4 separate regions of the Sus scrofa genome follow, and all the other regions are linked to region 4. Evidence: chromatin contacts called from public Hi-C and targeted proximity ligation data. All regions are on one chromosome and are shown on one strand. The core of a region is the stretch at or near the end of the contact, and the rest is flanking DNA. Distances in the headings are between cores, read along the strand shown. Region 1 overlaps LYN (tyrosine-protein kinase Lyn). Region 2 overlaps PLAG1 (zinc finger protein PLAG1). Region 3 holds the start of PLAG1 (zinc finger protein PLAG1). Region 4 holds the start of RPS20 (ribosomal protein S20).

Region 1 (2,850 bases), core at 330-2,829, 130 kb before region 4:
GCTTTAAAGTGTAATGTACAGGTAGCAAAATACAAAAAAACCCCACAAAGTCCAGCTCAAAGCAAGCCCTCATGCAACCTCTGCCAGATCAAAAAGCAAAACAGAGCTCCCACCTAGCTTCACCACCCCCCGCCACCCCTCCCCCATACTCTGTCTTCTCCGAGGCATCTACATTCCTGCTCCAAGTTTGAGTTGAGTTTCCCATGTTGGCTTTTTCACAATAAAGTGTAAGAAATTGAAAAGCAGTACAAAGCCATTGGGTTTGGCAGATAAACAGATTTTCAAGCTGTGGATTTGGCTGGCACTGCATCCCGGGCCTGAATGACTGCAGTTCAGTGGCAGAGCCACAGGTTCTTATCCGGTTTTGTCCCCTGGCTATTCAGTTGCTGACATTCTCACACTGTGAGTTCGATCAGAGCCTTATTTAAATACCTGTTTATTCAGCCATTAGTTAGTAAAATTAGATGGTGCTCGCCATATATAGCTTGTTTTTCTACCCATCTCTGCATAGCTAAGTAAATGTATAAATGCAAATTTATCAATGTGGGTGAGATAAGGGTGGTTTCCAGTGACCCACGAGTAATCAAACATCCTGCCGTGTGACACAGCCAGGACGTGCACAGACCTTTGAAGGAACTGACTGGCTTTGTGAATCCAGTTGTGATGTTCTCCATGAAACGGGACACGGTTTTCCTGATGCGAAGGAACACGGTGCCCTGAGGCTTAGGGCTGTTTGCTCTGCTTCTTGTGGTTTTGCCATTTATTTTTGTCGGAGGTGAGAGAGTGCCATAGCTGGACCTGCAGAACGCGCTAACCCTTGACATCCTGCTGCACCTGTTCATCATTCTGAAGACATCTTGGGATGCTCACTGGTCATGAATATGCATCCCCATCCATGCTGTCACATCCATGAGCTCTCAAGAGCAGAACTGTTCCATCTATGCTCAGAGAGTTAAAGTCTTTTTAAAAGTAGGATGAGTAGAACTTTCTATTTCATGTGAAATCTGAAGAACCCATGTAGGCAGCAGAGTACCGAGGTGCCTGGCGTCCTGGAAAAAAGTCACGGTTGTGGTCCAGAGGTCAAGGCCAGGAATGACCCCACCCAGGGGGGTGGGGGGCCATGGCTGAGCCCATGGTTTGACTGCCTGCGGTCCCTACACCAGGTTCATCTTCTTCTGGTCACAGCTTCTCCTTCTTCTTCTTCTTCTTTTTTGGCCACGCCCTCGGCATGCAGAAGTTCCCAGGCACCACAGCAGTGACTCCACCACATCCTTAACCCACGGAGCCACCAGGGAACTCCATAGCCACAGTGTCTGATGCTTGGCGGCTGTGTTTTCACTACTGGATGCGCCAGAGGATTGGAACCAGGAGGAAAGCTGGGGATGGAGGGAGGGGCGGGTAGGCCAGCGGATTGGCTAGAGCAGGCAGTTTTTCAGGGAACAAGTGCATTCCTCAGTTGAGAAGAAACCCAAAAAAGATGGGGAAACAACTTAGCTGGCTTCCCAGAGTTCCTCCTGTGGTGCAGTGGGTTAAGGGTTTGGCTTGGATCCCACTCCTGACCCCGGAACATCTACGTGCTGTGGATGCAGCCGAGAAAAACAATGATGACAACAACAACTTAGCTGGCTTCCTTACTTATCTGCTGCAGAAGGTGGGGCGTGCGCTGGTGACAGTCTAACAGCTTTGTGAGACTTGAGGAACAGTTCAAGCCAAGAGTCAGGAATCGGGTTCTACTCCACGCTTGGTCACACGTGTGTCTTGGGGCACTGGATGACGTTCCCCAAACTCTTGGCGCCTCGTTGTCCTGGTCCCCATGATGGAATAACATCCCACCGTTGCAGGATTAAGTGAGGTAACATACCTGAGAGGTTTGGGAAAAATCCAGCTCATGACACACTTGGGGCTGTTGTTTGGGCTTCAGTTTGAGCCCCTCCAGTTTTCCTTGAGTTGAGGGGATCCCTGCCCTGCTCTGGGGCCTGATCCCCCTGGATTTATTCAGTCCTCAGTAAGTGGAGACCTGGTGTACACACCAGATGCAAGTTCATTCTTCTTAAAATGCTCAAATGGCAAAGAAAGACATTTTCTTCTATTACTAGAGGGTCTTTATGAAGTTCGTAGAAAGCACGAGTTTTATAGGAAAAGAAATGGGGAGAATGAGCACCTCCCCTGGCCTGGTGCAGGGGTTTCCCAGGCCCCTCATCTGGATTTCCAGGCCCTGAAACAGCCACAATCTGATTAGCTGGATGGAGGACTAGCCCCTGACCCGGGAGCCAAGGCTGTGCAGGTGCCTGGCCACATGCATCCTGGGATCCACCTTGGAGTGGTCCTGGCCTGTTTTCTGCCCACAAGGGGACGTGCAGACGTGAGTCCAATGGGAGTTTGGACCCCTGTGACTCTTATCATTTCAGATTCAGGAGAGTAAAAATTTCTCTATTGTATCTTAGAAGGTACTTTCTGCTCCCTAGTAATAAATTACGTGATGCTTGAAGTCTTACTAAATGGTCAAGACTTTGAGATCAGGACCCAGCTTTTTAGATGCCAAGCAGACCCCACTTCACCCGTGTGCATCCGGGGGGCTGGACTGCATAGGGCCCCAGGTTACAACAACAGTTCAGTTGGTCGTCGCCTCTGTCTCACTCTGAAATTGGCCTTTTCTCTCTTTTCTTTTCTGGCCGTCCTGCGGCATGTGGAGTTCCCAGGCCAGGGGTCAGATCTTAGCCGAAGTTGCCATGTAGGCCATAGCTGGGGTAGCAGCGGGTCCTTAACCCATTGTGCCAAGCCAGGTATTGAACCTGTGCCCGGGTGCTGCAGACATGACACCACTGCCGGTCCTGTTGGGCCAGAGCAGAA
Region 2 (2,840 bases), core at 35-2,534, 89 kb after region 4:
GAATGACAAGATAAGCCACTAGAAAACTAGAAGAAAAACTTTGTGAAGCCTATATTTGATAAAGAACTTGAATTCTGGATATATAAAGAACTTCCAAAACTCAACAACAACAAAACAACCCAGTTAAAAAATGGGCAAAGCATCCGCATCAACATTTCACTAGTAAAGATATACAGATAACAAATAAGCACATTAAAAGATGCTCAGCTTCACTGATCATTAGGGAAATGCAAATTATTCCACAAGCAAATACAGCTGTCTACCCACCAGAAGGACTATAATTTAAAAAAAACCTGACTCAATTAAGTGCTGGTGAGGATGGGAGACAAACGGAACTCACACCACTGGCAAGAAGGTAAAAATGGTACAGTCACGTTTTAAGATTTTGGCAGTTTCTTAAAAAGTTACATATGTGCCTAGCAAGTGACACAGCCACTTCACATCTAAGTATTAACCCAAGAGACGTGAAGCCATGTCTATACAAAGATGTCGACAGGGATATTCACAGCAGTTTTAGTTGTAATAGTAAAAAATGAGGTACAACCTAAATGCCCGTCCGTGTGTGCATGGACAAACAAGCTGCAGTGGGTTCACCCCGGGGACCACTAAGCAGCAATGAGAAGGAACACACGACTGATAACGGTGACGTGGATGAGCCTCAGGACAACTATGCTGAATGCAAGAAGTCGGGCAGAAAAAGGAAGACATACCATCCGATTCCATTTATATACCATTCTAGGAAATACGGGCTAATCTGCAGTGACCGGAACTAGCTCAGTGGTTATCCGGGGACGGGCTGGGGTCAGCAGACATCACTCACAAAGGGCTAGGAGCGCACTTTCGGGAACAATGGCACGCTCCCTATGTTGGCTGTGGTGGTGGCTTCAAGGATGCAGCTGGAGGTCACACCCCGACAAACTACATTTGAAACACGTGCAGTTTATCAGCTATCAATTATGCTTCAATAAAGCTATTAAAAAGGCCATGTTTTCATCTTGGGAAAAGCCTAATGACTGAAGGTGAGAAAACAAATCTTCGTGTGAATTTACCGGAGTCTGCACAGAAACCCACTTTCTGTGAAATGATAAACTCAGGAACTAAATCCTTGATAAAGGCTCTGATTCAAAAGGACAAAAATCTCTCTTTCCCATTCAGAGGGGGGAAAAGAAGAGAGGAGAGGCATGCTGGCTTAAACCTAAGAGTCACATTCTAGCCTTACTAGAAAGGAAGATGTTCCAGGCAGTTTTCAGAGCCACATTCTCAGCTGTCGTCCTTGGAGGAAGCCAGCACTGTTCACCTGTTCCCACACACTCACACATGGCCTTGCATGACTTAAAGGCTCCAGGAATACACTCTAACTGGGACTGAGGCCTTCAAATTAGAGAGAGTTCTGGGGCAAGTTCCACTTATCACATACCAGAGGAAGTACCTAGTGAAGAGTTTCCATTCAGCCTGTGTACAGATCTTTCAACTATGTGAATGAGAGGTAGCCTTAAAAAGAAAGAAGGGTCATGCTGACTGGTAGGGCTGCCTTCGATTAATTAAAAAAATAAAGTAACAGTTGAACCAAGACAACAAGATTGAGGGTAAGTATGAGCCAAACCTCGGCAGGTTTGGGGGTGTATCGAGTCAGAAACTGTATGGTGGGTTTGGGTAACTTGAGGCAACTTGTTAGTTCTGGAGCCAAGAGTGAGACAGAACCGAGCCCTGAGGCTGGAAATGCTGGAGCAGCCGGGTATGACTCGTGTTACCAAGGCCTGAACATTTAAGATATCCTGATCAGCTACAAATTATCCTAAATGTAGGTGCCTGTACAATTCGCTCCCCCCACTCCCAACCCCAGCCATGTTTTTAGTTTTCAGCAAATCACAAACCTTTGTGTGCTTTTGTTGCTTTCTGAAATGGAATTTAGCAGTGATTTTCCTATCCTTTTTTGTTTTAGGTTAGCATTTTTTTTCAGAGGAAATTTGACCTTCCTTAATTATAAACTCACACCTTTGCAATGTTTGTTGACAGGTAATTAACAAAAGGGGGTTTAACCCCATCAGTGCGAGGCTTCAGGGTCCTTTCCTGAAGCCTCAGCCAGGACCTGGAGCCCCCGACCACCGCCCATTTGCAAGCCCCCACTTTGATGAGGGGTGTGTGGTACAGGGCACATGTGCCTCCATCATTGTGACCAGAGGGGCCTGACTGCCATCTCCGACTGCTCCTTTAGAACTTGGCCTTGGAGGGGACCTCAAAACTCAAATCCTTACAGGGAATCAGAGCTTAGAGGGTGGGGGACAGTGGCACAGAGGCATGGGACTTGCTTTTTCGTGAACCAGAAGCGGGTTTGAACCTGGGCAGACCCTTACCTACGTGTAACTCTAGACAGTCTGGTCTCCACAGCACCTCCTTCTGCACGATGGGAACTAAGGCCTCATGCCACTATGGGAAGTCACCGAGGTGACGTGTGTGTTGTGCGGGAGGTCTCAGGGGTTGGTTCTGAGGGCTCAAAGTGCCAAACTACTGGATTCAGTGGGTGACTCAGAAATAAGAATAAATGCTGCCCCCGAATGGCCAGATGTGCACCTAAAAATAAGGCTGTTTGTTTTTTCTTTTTTGGGGGCACAGGCTCCTACCTAGAATCACCAGAGGCAGAATCTCTGAAGGACAGACAAGGGCAGGACTTCCTGTGAAGACAGTGCCCTCACGAGGGATGTGAGTCACATTAAACCTGACTGTTGATGACACAGTCTACTTCGGATCTTCTTGTCTCCCCGAGGGAGGTGGGGCGTAGCTTCAATTTCATGGTGGCCAGGGTGACACAATCCCAAATCACAGGGAAAATGAAACCCGTC
Region 3 (2,984 bases), core at 252-2,751, 120 kb after region 4:
GCAGAAATGCGACGAAAATGCAATCTAGAGCCGGAAAGGTTTATTCTTCCAATCACACATATTAACTCTATTAAGAAAATGGCATCACTTTTTTTTTTCCACCAGGGGAAAAAAAAAAAAAAACCCGCAACGATCATTAAAAGAGTTATAAAATAGCAAATATAGTGTTTATCTTATCTCAGATCAGTCCACATTACCAATAAGTTTAGCAGTTTCTGCACTACCATCTCCCCCCCTCCCTCCCCCTCCTTCTCGAGCATCGGATTTTCACGTTTTCTCATTGTCGGTTGAGTTATAAAAGGCTTTTGCCCTTCGAAAGTTTTAAAAAATAAATAAATATTAACTCCTTGGTCCCTGCAAAGTCAAAATGGACTTCAGGGGAAAGGCGGTTCATACTTTTACCTTGAGCGAGAAAAGGGGGAGCATCCCGGATTTTTTGGGATTTTTTTGCGATTTTTAAAAAATTTTTATTTGGTTATATGCCTGAGTTCTCCCTCCATTTTGGTTGTTTATGATACTGACAACAAGCTGTCCCAGCTCTGTGCAGATCTCCTGCTTTCATTTAGCACCCCCTCCCCCCCCGCAGCCACACATCCCGGGCTCACACCTCCCCGCAGACCCCGCACCCCGACCCCGACTCGCCCACCTGAGGAAAGGGCAAAAACAAATTCATTTCTCCCCCAAAGAAAAAACCTCTTTTGAAAAAGGGGCAAAGTTCCCCCAAGTCACTCAAAGTGCCCCCCAAATATTGCCGACTGCGGGTTTCCGCCAGGCCCTTTGGGAAGCGACCTTCCCCCGGGATGTTTTGGTGGAAAATGCGGAGAGTTTACTCTCAAAACTGAATTTATATTAATTTTTCCCTTATTTTTCGGGTCTCTAATGTCTTCCGCTCTCGCTGCTGCCGCTGCCGCTGTCACAATATTCACAGCACCAGAGAGGAGGAGGAGGAGGAGGAGGAAAACTTTTCAAACTTTCCAGACCCTGAATAAAGGGTTTTTTTTTTTTCCCACCGACCTCACCTTCGGGTCTCCAGCCGCATCGCCCCCTGCCCTGTCAGAAGCGACTTCGGGAGTCCTCGCACCCCCGCTGAATGATTTTATTTTATTTTTTATTATTATTTTTCTCTCTGGGGTCCTGAGCAGGGGCTGAGAGTAGCACAAACTTTTCCTCCTCCTGCCGCCGCCGCTGCTCCTCTGCCCCCTCGGCTAGTCCCATAATTTAAATAACCCTGATATTTCTCCCGCTAAACGCCTCTCCGCCGCCCCGGACCCCGGGAGAACTCACCGCGGGGCTTTAACATCCTCCCTCCGGCCCGTCCGCCGCCTTTACACCGCCCGCGGAATTTCTAATAATTTTTTTCTCATATTTCGGGCTGGACGCGGCGGGCCTGGAAATTGTTTCCTTACGCCTCTTTCCAGCAGCCATTGTAGTGTATGCGCTGCCCCTGCAGCCCAACTTGCAGCTGCCGCCGCCGCCGCCGCCGCCGCTGCCGCCGCCGCCGCCGACGTCGCGCCCACCGCCGCCTCCCCCGGCCTGTTCGGCCACCGCCCCCGCCTCCCGCCGGCCCGCCCCCTGCCCCCGCCCGCCGCTGTGCCCGTCCCCCGGGCGCGCTCCGCCCTGGGGCCGGCCACTGGGCGCCCTCGCCGCCGGGATCCGGCCTAGCGATTGGTCCGCCGCGCCGCCCGTCAATCCAAAGCGCTAAGGGGCGGACAGCGGCGAGGGGGGAGCTGCGGGGCGGGGGCGGGGGCGGGGCCGCGCGCGCCGCCCCGCCCACTCCTCCCGCCTCGGCCCTCCTCCCGCCGGCCGGGGGCGGGGCGAGACCCGCCCGCCCCCGCCTCTCAGGACCCCGCTCGGCTGTCAGTCAGGCGGCGGCGCGCACCGATTGGGCGGGCCGCCGCCGGGGAGCGGGGGCAGCATGTTGGGATGCGCGCTACTTAAGGTCCGGCTGCGTGAGCCATTGACGTGTTTGGAGCTGGAGACGGCCTGGGCGCTGGCGAAGCCTCCGCGCGAGCGCGAGGTGAGTGGTCCCCCGCCCTTCCCTCCGCGGCGGCTGCGGGAAGAGAGGGGCTTTCCTGGGCCGCCGCGGGGCTCGAATCCACTTGTTCGGCCTGAAGCCGCTTCCCCCCGGCCTGGCCTCGGCTCGGGCCCCTTCCTCTCGCACCTCCTCCTCGGACTCGGGTCTCTTCGGGACCGGGGCGAGGAAGGCGCCCCCTGCCCGGGCACCCCCTCCCCTCCCTCCAACCTCCTCCCCAGCGTTTGGAGGGTAAGTGGCTACCCTGGCCCCCAGTTTCCTCCCTTTTCTTTGCCCCCTGCCCTTCTCGGCACCGTCGAAGGTCGAAATAAGGTGTGTTCACCTGCGCCCGCGGTCGGCCGTTGGGCGGACAGGCAGCGCCGCGGGAGGCAGCGAGGCCTGGGGCATGCTTTGCTCCGGGGTCTCCCCTCGCCTTCCCCGCCCCCTCCGCAGAGCCACCCCGACTTCCTGACCCTGCCTTTCTGCACCCAGCAGTGGCTTAAAGGGTTGAGGGCCTTGCAGGACGTCTTTCGGCTTCCCGACGGTTACCCCCGCGTTGGGGGTAGCCGCAGGCCCTGCCTGGGCTCCGACCTGCACTGGGCACGGACGTGTCGGCACGTTCCCTTCCTCCCTCCCTTGCAAAGCTGCTCAGAGAGTGGGGACGTGAACCACTTAGATGGGAAATCAAGAAATACTTTTTTAAGCCGTTGGCCCTTTGGAAAAGATTTTAGAGCTGTTCCTGAAATGTGCTGGGCCTTTGCGGCCCCTCCCTCAAATCTTTGTTTTTTTGACTGTCTTCTGCAAGTAGAGCTCCCTAACGTTTGTATGGTGCCTTCAGAAGATGAGGAGATAAAGCCTCTAACGGAATACTCCAGCTTCCCTTCAGACCCGCTCTTCATTGTAAACCGACATTTCCTCTTCATGTGTAGTTAATACATGAGGATTCATGCGAAGACGGTGACATGTGAAAACC
Region 4 (2,700 bases), core at 14-2,513:
AGTAAAAGCCAACAACATTTAACAACTGAGTATCAATTTATTAAAAAGTTGGACTTAAGCATCTGCAATGGTGACTTCAACCTCGACTCCTGGTTCAATACTGATGGATGTGATCTGCTTAACAATCTCAGAAGGGCTGTGCAGGTCTATGAGTCGCTTGTGGATCCTCATCTGAAAACGATCCCAAGTCTTGGAACCTTCACCACAAGGAGTTTTTCTCGTAGTTATTCTCAGAGTCTGCAAAGACAAAAGAAACCAAGCGTCAACGGTTGGCTGCGCACCCCGGGGGACCCCCCAAGGACCATGACCCTGAAGCGTTCCATGTGAGAACTTCCCAGGGCGTCAGTCTCCCTCACAGACTGTACTCAACTCATTGTGACTAAGGCACATCCAGCGAGAAGACAACAGCGAAGCTCCAACCTCGAAAAGTTACACACTTAACCGGAACCAAATCCTACCAGCGTTCGAACCTTAAGACCTACCGCTAGCATCAAGCTTTTCTGGCTTTTGGCAGCCGAAAAAAAAGGTTCGGGTACATCAGCCCCTTAACTGGCTTCCACCCCCCGCCCCACGATTCTCACCTTGGTGGGCATCCGCACCGGTCCCTTCACTTTGAGGTTCTTCTCCTTCGCGCCTCTGATCAGGTCAGCACACACTACAAGGAAACACAGGCTGCACTCAGTTCCCTCTAGACAGAGCTCGCTGTAACGAATCTTAACGCTGCTGGCTCAGAATAGCGTATAAAACTATCACTGTAGTTCAACAGCAATTCTCTCCTCAGCGCCAGCTACGGTGCGAGCCACACAACCGAGATCGGTGGGGGCCTTGTCCCCGATCCGGCTCGCCGCTCCTCCCGCCCCACCTTTCCGCGGAGCCCACCGCACTGACCCTTCTCCAAAGACTTCACGTTGCGGCTGGTGAGGGTGATCCGAATCCGGTGAATCGCAACTTCCGGCTCCACGGGAGTCTTGCCGGTGTCCTTAAAGGCCTGTGGTCACAGGGAGGAAAAACCCACACACCTTCGGGCAACCAGTCAGTTGCAGAAATAAGCGTGCTCATCACGAGCCCCTCCCCGGGACAGGCGAGCCCCATCTTCTCCCACCAGCCCTGCTCCTAGCACCCGTCCAGAGCCCCACTCACCATGTCTGCGGCGCGGCTTCCTGACCGACTTGTTCCTCGGGAAGAGCGAACAGCGGTGAGCCAGGAGCGGGAGCTGATGGTCAGAGGCTCCGCGACAGCGCCGGCTGCGTCTTCTTCAAAGAGGAAGGCGTGAGGCCTGCGTGGCGCTTATATAGCCGGGCTCGCGTCTGCATCCGGGTCCCGCACGCCCATCCGCGCTGCCCCGGAAGAGGAAGTGTGGGTGGCTCTAAGGCGGCTGCGCGATCCAGGGCCGGAGCTCCCGCGGAAGGGGCGGCCAGGGCGCGGCTGCTCGCGCCACCTGTCAGCCGGGCGGAGTCAGAGCGCCGCGAGGTGGGGTCGGGGCGGCGCGGTCGGCGAGGTCCTCCCGGCACCTGGCGGCAGCGGTGGGGCGAGCGCGACCTGGTCTAAAACCCCAGAAACTCCTCTGCCTGGTGCGCCGACCGCCGGCCTCTGAAAAGTCAGAATGACTCCTACGCTTGTGGTTTCTGCACTGCAAAGTCCGCTTCCCCTACAAACCAAATTACACCTGCTCTTGGCAAGCGGATAACCTTTCTGAGTTCAACTCAGGTGGATATTAGGAAAAAATGACTGATAACCTGGACATGTTATTATTATTTTTTTAAATAGCTGTTATTTTTCATAGTCTGAAACACCCTTTCGTGATACTTCATCTTCTGGCTTCCAAGATCGGCAGAAGCATCTGTCCTCTGTCTGCGAAGTACCTGAGCGTGGGTTTTTCTGCTCCCAGAACGTGGAGGCAGACGCCAGGCTGCCAGGATCATCCTGGGGCTTGTTGTGCATCCGAGGCCCCTCCAGGCTCTCCACGTGATTCTAAAACATGTTATCTCCTCTCTGTCCGGATAAAGTAATGTTGGATGAGACCCTTGAGGACCTCCCTAATACTGAACGTCTATTCATAATCTGATGTGGGACAAAGTACAGGGGAAACACCAAGAGTGATCAACTGACCCGGGCAGCCAGAAGAGATGATAGGGATACATATTCTTAACGGTGATAGAGTGGTTTCATAGAACAAAATAGGTGAGTTGGCTTTTGATGCAGGGCAGAAGCAAGAGCAGGTAACCCCTTCTTATTTTACAGGTGAGCCTGAGAGCAGAAGAGGTATCTGCTCAAATACACAGAACTGGTGAATGACAGAGCTCTGACCCCTTACAATTTGGGGCCTTTCTTGAGCTTTTCTCTTCTGTTCTTTGGTGGGAAATTATACTTGAAATTTAGATAATAGCATTGAGTTATCTGATGATAATCGGACATGGCTAATACCTGGATTTTTCCTGGCTCACAAAGTATCTGCTAGACTTTGCTTTAGCAATTAACTTCAATATTAAAATTTGGCAGTTTTCCAGTTCAGTTATTTGAAAACGTCATCCATTGGCTGTAGATGCTTTATTAGTGAAGTTTGCAACAACAACAACAACAAAAATTGTATTCTTGTTTTCCTACTTGTAACCTAAATGAGACAATAATTGAGGGCTTTAATGTCTTGGCATGGCTACCAACCATAAATATAAAAATTGCAATCGCTCAAGTTCCAAGGGC

Evidence for each region. Hi-C and Micro-C count contacts between places; a contact is called where the count stands out from the background.
Region 1: a contact with region 4 is called in a targeted proximity ligation map of alveolar macrophages. A contact is called at or near these places in 6 of 47 Hi-C or Micro-C datasets (differentiating spermatogonia, embryonic fibroblasts, epiblast stem cells and 3 more) and 1 of 2 datasets of targeted methods (alveolar macrophages).
Region 2: a contact with region 4 is called in a targeted proximity ligation map of skeletal muscle. A contact is called at or near these places in 1 of 5 promoter capture datasets (fetal skeletal muscle), 4 of 47 Hi-C or Micro-C datasets (embryonic fibroblasts, fetal heart ventricle, fetal skeletal muscle and 1 more) and 1 of 2 datasets of targeted methods (skeletal muscle).
Region 3: a contact with region 4 is called in a Hi-C map of skeletal muscle, with 3 times the contacts expected there. A contact is called at or near these places in 2 of 5 promoter capture datasets (fetal liver and liver), 7 of 47 Hi-C or Micro-C datasets (blood, heart right ventricle, liver and 2 more) and 2 of 2 datasets of targeted methods (alveolar macrophages and skeletal muscle).

What each region holds. Positions count from the first base shown.
Region 1 is chr4:75,887,965-75,890,814 of Sscrofa11.1, reverse strand. The region is part of intron 1 of LYN (tyrosine-protein kinase Lyn); the gene reads left to right. Among named protein-coding and RNA genes, the nearest start is that of LYN, 14 kb to the left of the region's middle.
Region 2 is chr4:75,671,590-75,674,429 of Sscrofa11.1, reverse strand. All of the region lies in intron 1 of PLAG1 (zinc finger protein PLAG1), which reads right to left. Among named protein-coding and RNA genes, the nearest start is that of PLAG1, 26 kb to the right of the region's middle.
Region 3 is chr4:75,645,102-75,648,085 of Sscrofa11.1, reverse strand. It overlaps PLAG1 (zinc finger protein PLAG1), which reads right to left and starts at 1,501. Exons shown (of 3, transcript XM_021089355.1): 1 at 1,285-1,501. CHCHD7 (coiled-coil-helix-coiled-coil-helix domain-containing protein 7) reads left to right here and starts at 1,868. Exons shown (of 4, transcript XR_002343320.1): 1 at 1,868-2,017.
Region 4 is chr4:75,760,772-75,763,471 of Sscrofa11.1, reverse strand. It overlaps RPS20 (ribosomal protein S20), which reads right to left and starts at 1,263. Exons shown (of 4, transcript NM_001129954.1): 1 at 1,141-1,263; 2 at 889-988; 3 at 582-655; 4 at 23-237. The coding sequence starts at 1,143. The coding sequence ends at 55. It overlaps LOC110260293 (a long non-coding RNA gene), which reads left to right and starts at 1,374. Exons shown (of 3, transcript XR_002343324.1): 1 at 1,374-2,181.